2 separate regions of the Sus scrofa genome follow, and region 2 is linked to region 1. The links are chromatin contacts, called in public HiChIP or PLAC-seq maps. All regions are on one chromosome and are shown on one strand. Each heading gives the region's core, a stretch centred on a gene start, on an enhancer-like site or on the middle of the called end of the contact. The rest is flanking DNA. Distances are from core to core; before and after follow the strand shown. Region 1 holds the start of PABPC4 (polyadenylate-binding protein 4). Region 2 holds the start of PPIE (peptidyl-prolyl cis-trans isomerase E).

What was found. HiChIP or PLAC-seq counts read pairs in DNA pulled down with a chosen protein or histone mark.
Region 2: a contact with region 1 is called in an H3K27ac HiChIP or PLAC-seq map of alveolar macrophages. The contact joins the promoter of PPIE here to the promoter of PABPC4 in region 1. A contact is called at or near these places in 11 of 47 Hi-C or Micro-C datasets (embryonic fibroblasts, epiblast stem cells, fetal liver and 7 more) and 2 of 2 datasets of contacts at active chromatin or transcription factors (alveolar macrophages and skeletal muscle).

The regions. Positions count from the first base shown.
Region 1 is chr6:95,396,264-95,401,722 of Sscrofa11.1, reverse strand. It overlaps PABPC4 (polyadenylate-binding protein 4), which reads left to right and starts at 2,271. Exons shown (of 15, transcript XM_021095988.1): 1 at 2,271-3,426. The coding sequence starts at 3,234.
Region 2 is chr6:95,545,659-95,551,117 of Sscrofa11.1, reverse strand. It overlaps PPIE (peptidyl-prolyl cis-trans isomerase E), which reads right to left and starts at 2,536. Exons shown (of 10, transcript XM_013999199.2): 1 at 2,422-2,536; 2 at 1,017-1,115. The coding sequence starts at 2,521.

The sequences.
Region 1 (5,459 bases), core at 1,022-3,521:
TTTGTGAATGTTGGGGGGGGAAGGTGCTGGGCCACACCTGTGGCATGCGGAAATTCTGGGGCCAGGGATCCAACTTGAGCTACAGTAGTAACCAGAGCCACAGCAGTGACAACATACCGGATCCTCAGCCCACTGAGCCAGATAAATCCTCTTTGAATAAATATATAAATAGTAATATTTCTTCATTTAATCAAATCGGTGGTTTTCTTTCTTTTTTTTTTTTTTTTTCGGTCTTTTTTTTTAGGGCCGCACTCGAGGCATATGGAGGTTCCCAGGCTAGGGGTCTAATCAGAGGAGCAGCTGCCAGCCTACACCACAGCTTACAGTAATGCCGGATCCTTAACCCGCTGAGCGAGGCCAGGGATTTAGCCTGCAACCTTGTGGTTCCTAGTCAGATTCGTTAACCACTGAGCCACTATGGGAACTCCCTGTTTTTCCCTTTTTAACCATTTATTATGCAACCACTGAGAGTTCCCACTGTGGCTCCACAGTGGAATTCATTTCTGCTGCCCCATGATGGGAACTCCAAATCATTGGTTTTCAATGGGAGTATCTCTGTGCCTTTTAGTAATTTCTGTTTTGGGTCACAATGATGCTCAGGGTGGTTCCTGGCATTTATGCTGTCTCTGTATATCTTGCAACACATGGGGACAATCCCACTTGAGGTAGACTGGTCCCATGTACCACGTGACTTCCAAAGATCCTCAAGCAAAGGAGAAATCTTTTTCTCTTTATTTATTTATTGTCTTTTTAGGGCCACATCTGAGGCATATGGAGGTTCCCAGGCTAGGAGTCAAATTGGAGCTGCAGCTACCACCCTACGCCACAGCCACAGCAACGGGGGATCTGAGTGGAGTCTGTGACCTGTGACCTACACCACAGCTCACAGCAACACCAGATCCTTAACCCACTGAGCGAGGTCAGGGATGGAACCTGCTTCCTCATGGATACTAGTCAGATTCCTTTCCACTGAGCTGCATGGGAACTCTAGGAGAAATATTTTTAAAATTTAGAGTCTAGACCCTCACTCCTTTTTTTTTTCTTTTTTATCTTTTTGCCATTTCTTGAGTCACTCCTGAGGCATATGGAGGTTCCCATCCTATGGGTCGAATTGGAGCTGTAGCTGCCGGCCTATACCACAGCCACAGCAACACAGGATCCGAGCTGCGTCTGCGACCTACACCACAGCTCATGGCAACACCGGATCCTTAACCCACTGAGCAAGGCCAGGGATCGAACCCTCAACCTCATGATTCCTAGTCAGATTCATTAACCACTGAGCCATAACGGAAACTCTGATCCTCACTCACTTTTACAGAGAAACAGAACTTTTGTTTTGGCCACGCCCTGGCAGCATGTGGACATTCTCAGGCCAGGCATCTAAACTGCCACAGTTGTGATTGGCGCCACAGCTGCCATAATGTCTCATCCTTAACCTACTGCACCATAAGGGAACTTCCCAGGACATTTTTTTTTTTCTTTTTAGGGCCACACCTGTGGCATATGGAAGTTCCCGAGCTAGTGGTCCAAACGGAGTTGTAGCTGCCGGCCTATAACACAGCCACAGCAACACAGGATCTGAGCTGCATCTGACAGCAGCTTGTAGCACAGTTGGATCCTTAACTCATTGAGCAGGCCAGGGACTGAACCCGAATCCCCATTGATACTGGTGGGGTTCCTTACCACTGAGCCACAATGACACTCCCCAGAACATATTTTAACATGAACTAAATTCCAGGGATACCACTACCATGTAAATAGAAGGATGACTGTATTTTGTTTAATTGAAGCTCTCCCAAAATTTGTTCATCTTTCTGGGGAATCCCATCACCAGCTACTACTGCATTGGTAGCTGTCCTATTTGGGATGATTCCATCTTTAGGATCTAGTTTTCTAAAAACTTCAGAAAGTCTTCTTGATTTGGGCCCAATTGTTTACATAGCGGAGCACCTATTACATGACTATAATTTATTTTGTGTCTTCTTTATTTTACAGTTAGGCAAAACATTGATTATAATCATGATGCATGTGAGTGGGTCACACTATCCATGTGTTCTAGTCCCGGAGAGGCGGGTGGCTTACACTCTACCGATTCCACCAGCAGCAGGCAAAGCTACCCTTGGGTCCGGCGGAGGCCCCAGCGGGGCGGTCCTCCGCGCGCCAGGGGTCGCTGTGGCGCCGCGCGGCCGAGCCGGACGCTCTCGCGTGGCCGCCCCGCCTCGGGCCCCCGGGCCGAGTGGGCGGGCACGACTGCGCCCAGGTCGCAAGGCGCCCTTCGACCAGCAGCGCCCGGGGCGGGCGGGTATAAATGGAGCGGTGGCTCCCCCAGCCGCCTCTCTCCGCCCCGGGTCGCCGTAGCCTTCGTCGCTTTCGGGCCTAGCAGCCTGAAGAAAAAAAGAGAAAAAGATAAAAAAAACCCGAAAACGCTTTAAAACCTTAAAAAAAAAAAAAAAAAGAAAAAGGAAAGAAAGAAAGAAAAAAAAGCGAATCCTCCTCGGAGAACCCGCGGGGAAGTCACTTTTGCGCGCTTCCGGCCTGCCCGCCGCCGCACCTGGGCGTCCGTCGGTCCCAGTCCGTCGGTCAGGTGGTGAGCCGCCCGCGCGCCCGCGTCCACGCGCCTCCGCCCGCGCCCGGCCGCGCCGCGTGGCAGCCCCGCGCCCGCCGCCCTCGCCCCCTGCGCCCCGGCCTCCGCGCACCACGTGTCCGCGCTGCCCTTCGCCGGCCCGGCGTGGGAGGCGGCTGCGCGCTCCGGCCGCCCGGGGCTTGCCGAGTCGGCACCGACAAATATTTGGTTTCCCTCGTCCCCGGGCTGCTGTAATCTTAAACCGCCTGGAGCCGGAGGCCTATATTTATAGAGAAACGTGTGTCCCGGAGGCCGCTGTGGGCACCATTGGGTTGCCTCTAGAAGAATTTTTGTAATTTGGAGGGGATTCCCCGTTTTAATTTTTTTGCTTGGGTTGAAATTGGGAGCTTCGGACCAGGACAGCTGAAAATTACAAACTCCCAGGGAGGGCCATATTGTTTTTGAGAGCCTTTTGTCTGCGGTTTGGCAGTCTCCGGGCCGTCCCCGAACTCCTTTCTTGGGCCCTTGGAGCCCACTCCAGCTTCCCTGAGCTTCACTGCCACCTGTGAGCCGCGGCGCGGGCCACGGCTCGGAGCAGAGCCCCTTTTGTCCTGAGCGGGCCCTCTAAGAAGTCCTCCTGGCGGGGCTCGGGGTGGTGGGGGCTGGGGAGATGAACGCTGCGGCCAGCAGCTACCCCATGGCCTCCCTGTACGTGGGTGACCTGCACTCGGACGTCACCGAGGCCATGCTGTACGAAAAGTTCAGTCCTGCGGGGCCTGTGCTGTCCATCCGGGTCTGCCGCGATATGATCACCCGCCGCTCCCTGGGTTATGCCTACGTCAACTTCCAGCAGCCGGCTGACGGTGAGTAGAAGCTGTGGCCACAAATTCGTGGGCTCTGGAGGGACCCTGGGGGTCCTTCTCCATCCAGGTCCCCACCCCCCGTGGAGGGGGCTTTGCGACAGCCCGTGGCCACGGAAGCCATGGTGGGGGACAGGATGCAGGGGGTGGAGAAGACGGATTCCTGGCATCAGATGAATCCCAATCTTGTTTCCACCACTTGCTAACTGGGTGACCTTGGGCTTACAGTTGGGGGGGGGGGTAGGAGCCCAAGGAGGTTGTAAAGGGGACCTGAGGGAAGTTGCTGTCATTCCATGCGTGTGGTGGGGACTGCTCCGTTAGAGACCCTTGCCTGGTCACTGGCTGGGGCTCCTGCAGAAAGAGCAGGATGGATGATTGAAACACAATTCCTTCAAAAATTTGAGGTGGCAAAGCTGCTGCCCCCTCCCCTCACTTTATCCTGGGCTAAGAGTCTTCGATTCTGTGCTGATAAGCAGTCTTTCAGGGCAGGTAGGAAGCAGGGGGACAGTTTTGTGTGTTGGACTTGAGCAGGCACTTGTGCTAGCACTACCAGAACTGCATGTGCCAGGCCAGCTCCCTGGGCTGTGTTTTTGCCACTGGGGTGGAGGACTTCTTTTCCTGGACCAGCCCTGGGCTCTGGAAGAAGGTGTGCAGGTAGTCCCGCGAAGCTCTGTTTGGAAATCTGCTATTTTGGTGGGGATTATCGCCTCACCTGTGAATAGTCCTTTAAAGTTGTCATAACCCTTTTACTTCATCCCATGTGAAGAAACTAGGACTTCTGAGGAGGAAAAGGAGCTACAAAAGGTTGGAGGCTGAGCTGGGACTGGGTGCAGTTCTCTGCCAGCCCTGATTGGGGCCTGAGCCTGGAGCGCGGAGAGGAGAGGTATGCTGCGGGCCTGTTGGGAGTGAGGCCAGAGGAAACCCAATCAGGGCCACACGTGACTCCAGAATAAAAGGGAACAACTGTAGAGACCATCACTGGGAGAAATAAGCCATTCTATGGCAGAGGATCTCCAGGTCTCTATTTTTGTCCCCACTTTGTTCACTGTCCCTGAAGCACAGAGAATGTCACTTGCCCAAGATGCAGTTGAAACCAGAGAATCGGACTTGTTGAAGAGACACCAGGCACTGCTCGGGTCAGTTCAGTGAGCTCTGAGTTGTGTCTGGCCACAGCACAGAGAAGGTGCCTGAGAGCAGCCTTTTTAGGGGGGAGTAGTGGGCACGTTGGCTTGTTGTCTGCCTCCTTGAATCTTCTGCACGAAAGTCCTGTCACTTGGTGATAGTAGCAGAAGCCATTGGTTAGTGTGTCTGCCAACACATACCTCTGCAGGACCTCTCCCTGCTATAAATAAGTGCAGCCAGATTTGTCAGGCTAAGCCGACTTGCCTTGTGCAGCACTGTCTGGAAATAGACCGGAGCTGGGTTGAAATGGGCTCCTTTGCTGCTAATTCATGAAACAGTTTGGGGTCCCAGGCTGGGGCTCGTAGAGTCATCACAAATGAGCCCTTCTGTGTCGGACTTTCCCTGACCTCTCTTCTCACTGAAGGAGCCCCCCTGAGGAAAGTGGGAAAGCTGGTTGGGAAGAGTGAAAAAGGAGATACTCTTCTGGCTGACTGGAGGGGCAGAATTAGGGAGGTGTGTCTGTGTTTTAAGTGAGAATGGTGCCTTGAAGCAGGAGAAACACTTCCCACCCCCCTCTCCCTTCCTGGAGGAGATTCTGAGTGATACCCATGATACCGATGCGTAAGTCTGGGAACCTGGGTCTGGGTCCTTGTTACTACCAGTTAGAGAAGTGTTCTGCTGGCTGGTGAGGATTACTGTAGCCTCTGGTTCTTTAAATGGTCTCCAAGGTGTATGTTTGGATTGGTTGTGAAGCTAGGGGAGCATCCCTAAGCACTTTGTTGGGCACCAGGGCATTTGAAAGTCGTGGAATTCCATGGAGCTCAGATTAAGGCTTCAGATAGCGTGGAAACCATTACGAGCAGGGCCTGCCTGCACTGCCGACTTAGGCAGAAAGGTGTTGTAGTTTCTTCTTT
Region 2 (5,459 bases), core at 1,287-3,786, 150 kb before region 1:
AAGAAGCATGTGGTCATAAGGAAACTGAAGTCTGTCATATGTCTTATCCATTCACTAGAAAATTCTATTCAATCACTATTTTGGAAAAAGGAATCATATTCTTTGGTTTTTCCTAGTTTAAACCACATTTCAAGCTATACTGAACTGTTCTGTAGTGAATATAGCTAAATAATGAACTGTACTTTTAATCTTTAAAATAAGAATACAAGGAGTTCCCTTGGTGGAGCAGCAAGTTAAGGATCCAGCATAGTCACTGCTGTGGCTTGAGTTGCAGCTGTGGTGTGGGTTCGAATCCTGGCCTTGGAACTTCTGCATGCCATAGGGTGTAGCCAGGGCGGGGGATGGGGGGAAGGATTCAGTTCTTCTTCCAAAGCTAAAGTAAAACCTTAACCTTTGCATGCAAGACAGCTGGAAAAATGAAGTCATTTAATCTATCAAATTATCCATTTCAAATACACATTCTGAACAACAACTTTGCATAAAACATGAGTCCTAAAACCTGAGTAAGGACACTTAGTCTTTACCCTCCACAAAATGCTAATCAAAATAGAAAGGCCAAGTGCCCAACAGTGTTAATTAACCAATTAACCTTAGAGAGCCAATACAACCAAAGAAAATTTACCCAGATGTGCAGAGGCTAAGGCTCCTCTCTTAGGGCTGGGCTTTCCTGCTACCCTGATTAATAGCACAGCTGCCAAGAAGGGGGGAGATGAGGTAGAGTAAGTAGTTTGGTAAGTAGTTTGAAACAACATATCTCCACGTAGCTCAAAACCAATCTTCCTACTGGCTAACTGATAACTGTCTTATCTCAAATACAACAGATAGGACTCTGCAAATTACAGCTCACAACTGCAAGCCTAAGAAGAGTCCTGCATTGAGATCACTGTCATGCTGCCCAAGGCATATCTCAAATGCACTGTGATATGACCTAAATGTTGTTTTTTGGTTTTTGTTTTTTTTTAAGTTCTCTTTCTAGCAGGAGAATTCTGAGCATGAGAGACACTAAAAAGCCTCACCTGTTTCATAATCCAGAGGAATCTGGATATCTGTGATGTCTCCAAAAGGGATAAAAGCAGCATGAAGAACTTTATCATCCACCTCCTCTGCAAGTCCACCTGCAAAGAAGCCAAAGGCCTTTTGAGTTACTGCCCTCCATTCTCTTGAAAAGTCCTTGCTATTCAGATAGCACGTGACCGCCAAGGGGGTCTTTCCATCCAGTCCTTTGGGTACACAAACACCCCTCTCATCTGCTCCCTCATGCCTACTTACGAAGCACACTCCTTTCACCCTTCTTTAAGATTCTCATCTGGGAGTTCCTGTCGCAGCACAGCAGAAGCGCCCGTTGCGGCACAGCAGAAGTTAATCCGACTAGGAACCATGAAGTCGTGGGTTTGATCCCTGGCCTCGCTCAGTGGGTTAGGGATCTGGCGTTGCCGTGAGCTGTGGTGTAGGTCGCAGACGCGACTAGGATCTGGTGTTGCTGTTGGCTGTGGCTGTGGCATAGGCCGGTAGCAACAGCTCCAATTAGACCCCTAGCCTGAGAACCTCCATATGCTGTGGGTGCGGCCCTATAAAGACAGAAAAGACCAAAAAAAAAAAAAAGACTCATCTGAAGTAAGCCCCAGGATTACTGCAATAACTTCATAAATAACCCCCACAAAACCAACCAGTACCATCATGGAAACGTTCAGATTTTAACCCATCATTTCTCTGCTTAAACTACTTCGAAGGTTTCCCACTGTCCTCAGAATAACGTATAAACGCCTTAGCAGTGCACATAAGGTTTTTCACAAGGCCCCGCCCACCTCTTCGAGCCTCTCTCCCCTTGCCCCCAAGTATCAGGCTACTTCACACCTTTGGGCTTTTGCTTTATGCTCCCTTTTAGTAAACACACCTGCCCTACTTTGGCTGACTAACTGAGACTCATCAGCTCCAGCGTCACAGCATTCTATAAGTGTGCTCTCAACTCTCCAAATGGAGGGTCATTTCTTCCCGAACTCAGGCCCCTATCACCATTGTCCACCAAAGCACTCATCAAATTACACTATTAACGTTATTCCCACTTTTACCCGGCTAGTCTGGGAACTCTTTCCTTAAAGGCAACAGGGGGGCTGAGCCATCTCTGCAAAGAATGTAAAGTGAATGGGCACGAGGATTCAGAGGTCCCTAATATTAAGCTAACACTGGCCTGGGCCCAAGAGGTGAAGAGGTTCCTGTGAGTTTAGCGGGCTTGGAAGAATTGAAGTGATCGTTGGGTCTCGGGGTCCCACCCTGAGGCCAAGCAATACCGCCATAGATGCGGCCTAGACAGCTGCTCGCCGGCCTCCGCGTCCGGAGACCTGTCCAGCTCCACGCCACGACCCACTCACGGCCAGGTTCGCCCAGACTCCACTTAGCACCCGCGCCTGCTCACCCACGTACAACACTCGCTTGGTAGTGGCCATCTTGCTCGCACGCTCTTCCGCCGGAAGCCCGCTCTCGGGCCCCGCCCCCGCGTTCGGCGCTCGCAGGCCCCGCCCATTTAGGCGTGGGCCTAAGCGGCTTCCTACTCGCGGTGATTCTCGCCCGCATTGCGCAGGTGCATGTCGGTGGGTGAGGGGGGGCCTGGTCGCCGCGCTGCCTTTGCGCTGTCGTGAGGAAAACAGTCCTTTGAGCAATCAGCTGGAGTCCGCAGATAATAAACTACCAATAAGCTACGGCCCGCGGTCCACCCTCGCCAGTTTGTTTTTGGACAACCCCGGAGCCACAAATAGTAGCTGGAAAAAAAAAAAAAAATCCAAACAGGAATAATATTTCCTGACACATGAAAACCATATGAAGTTCAGGAGTTCCCGTTATTGGCTCCGTAAGTTAAGAATCTGACTAGTATTCCTGAGGTTGCAGGTTCCATCCCTGACCTTGCTCATTGGGTTAAGGATCCAGCGTCGCTGCAAGCAAGCAGCTGCCTAGATCACAGATGCGGCTGGGATCCTGCCTTGTGGTGGCTGTGCTCGCTGTGGCTGTGGTGTAGGCTGGCAGCTGCAGCTCTGATTTGACCCCTAGCCTGGGAACTTACATATGTCGCAGGTGTGGCCCTAAAAAAGGAAAAAAAAAAAAAACTGTATGAAGTTCAATTTTCATACACAAAAATTTATTGGAACCCAGACATGCTCATTCCTTTAAGTATTGGTCTGTGAGTGTTTTCACACTGCAAGGGCAGACCTAGGGCCTATAAAGCTTGAAATATTTACCATCAGACTCTTGAGGAAAAACGTTTGCCAACTCTTGGAATAAAACAACTAATACATAAATCACTGATCGACATGTTATACAAAATAATAGGGCCATCTGCTTTAGATACAGCAGTGGGTTAAGATCTCCCTGAGGTCATATTTAAGCTGAAACCTGGAGGAAGAGGAGCCAGAGAGAGGAGGAAGTAGAGAAAACAGTTTCAGAGAGAGGAGACAGTGTCTGTGTGTTCAAGAAACTGAAAGGCCAGAGCATGGGGGTTGGGAGGGGAGGGGCAGAAAACCTTAGGCAGGCAAGCTGGGCAGGGATCAGGTGATGCAGGGCCCTGTAAACCACGTGGAGGATTTATAAGTTTTGAGAAGCTACTGAAGGTTGTAATAGGGAGTTCCATGGTCACATTCATGTTCTAAAATAGTGCTCTGGGAGTTCCCTGGTGGCCTGGAAATTAAGGATTGTTGTCACTGCTGTGGCTTAGGTTCGATTCGTGGCTCGGGAATTTCCACATGCTCCTGATGCAGCAAAAACAAACACACAGACAAAACAAACAAACAAACCCTCCCATCACCTCCCCCCACCACCACTGAAGGAAATGAAAAAGCCAAACATATGGTTTGTCCTTGTCTAAGAGGTAGCAGCAACAACAGCGCCCACCTTCTGGGCAGCTTCTTTCTTGGCATGATGAGCCTGTAGGACCGCTACAGCTTCATCCACCTGTGAGAGATCTCCAGGTGGTCAGTGACATCTGAGGAGAGCCCCTCCGTCCCTCCCTGGCGCCCAGGCCCAGCGGGGGCTTCTGGTGTGAACTGCTTTCTCACATGCCCACAGCACAGCAGCCCTCCGATCGCAGGTGAGGCACAAGGAAGAGGTCATGGGGGCAGAAGACCCCCCCACACACACACATCCTGAGCCAAGTGAGCCGAAGTGACAGGGTCGGAGAACCAGCTCACCTTGGAGCAGAGAGACTCGGGGGACTCCAGCATGTGCAGCAGCTCCGAGTTGTCAATCTCCAGCAGCATCCCCGTAATTTTCCCAGCCAGGTTTGAGTGCATGGTCTGGATGAGTGGGAACAAGTTCACCTGTGGGAAGGTACTCCATTAAAAACCCAGTAGAGCCTGGATGCTGGTGTCCAGGTCAGTAACAGGCTCTGGCCCCCTCTTCTGCAAGCATGTGGGTCACTCACCCAGCATCTGCTTCTGTTGGGGGGTGGGGTGGGGTGTTGCGGCCGGCGTGGAGGTGGTCAGCTGCACGTGGACTACAGGCCTGGGAACCAGGAGAGGAAGAAACCAGGGAAAGGGCATATGACAGTTGTCAAGGTTAGGACAGTCCAATCATTCAATACTTGTATGCTACCATTCAGAATTCCAGAAGAGGTGGAAAAGGGTAATATTCCCTGAGCAAATTCAGTCCACTGAGAGGGGAATGGTGGGAATATAAACACTATATAGATTCCTCTGTACATATTCATGTATATAGACAATGCAATACAGTCAGAAAAGGGAGGTGAAATGAACCCATACAGGACACACCTGCTCTGTGTTGGGCCTAGTGCTAGGCAGCTATTTCCTCAGACATTTAGTCCTCACAATTTTTTTTCCTTTTTTTTAGGTTTCACGTGCAGCATATGGAATTTCCCAGCCTAGGGGTCGACTCTGAGCTGCAGCTGCTGGCCCATGCCACAGCCACACAGCAACTCAGGATCTGAGCTGTGTCTGTGACCTATACCATAGCTCATGGCAACGCTGGATCCACGGATCGAGGCCAGGGATTGAACCCATCTCCTCATGGAAACTAGTTGGGTTTGTTACTGCTGAGCCACAATGAGAAATCCAAAAATAGGAGTTCCCATTGTGGTGCAGTGGAAACGAATTCCACTAGGAAATGTGAGGTGGTGGGTTTAATCCCTGGCCTTGCTTAGTGGGTTAAGGATCCAGCATTGCTGTGAGCTGTGGTGTAGGTCACAGACACGGCTCAGATCCTGCGTTGCTGTGGCTCTGGCATAGGCCGGTGGCTACAGCTCCAATTAGACCCCTAGACTGGCAACCTCCATATGCCGTGGGTTAGACCCTAAAAAGACAAAAAAAAAAAAAAAAAAAAAAGAAAGAAAGAAAAAGAGAGAGAAATCCAAAAATATTCTTTGTATAACTTTAGAAATATTTTGTATTTTCCTTTGTAAATGTCTAGCTTTTTTTTTTTTTTTTTTTTTTTTTTTTTTTGTGGCCATGACTGCAATA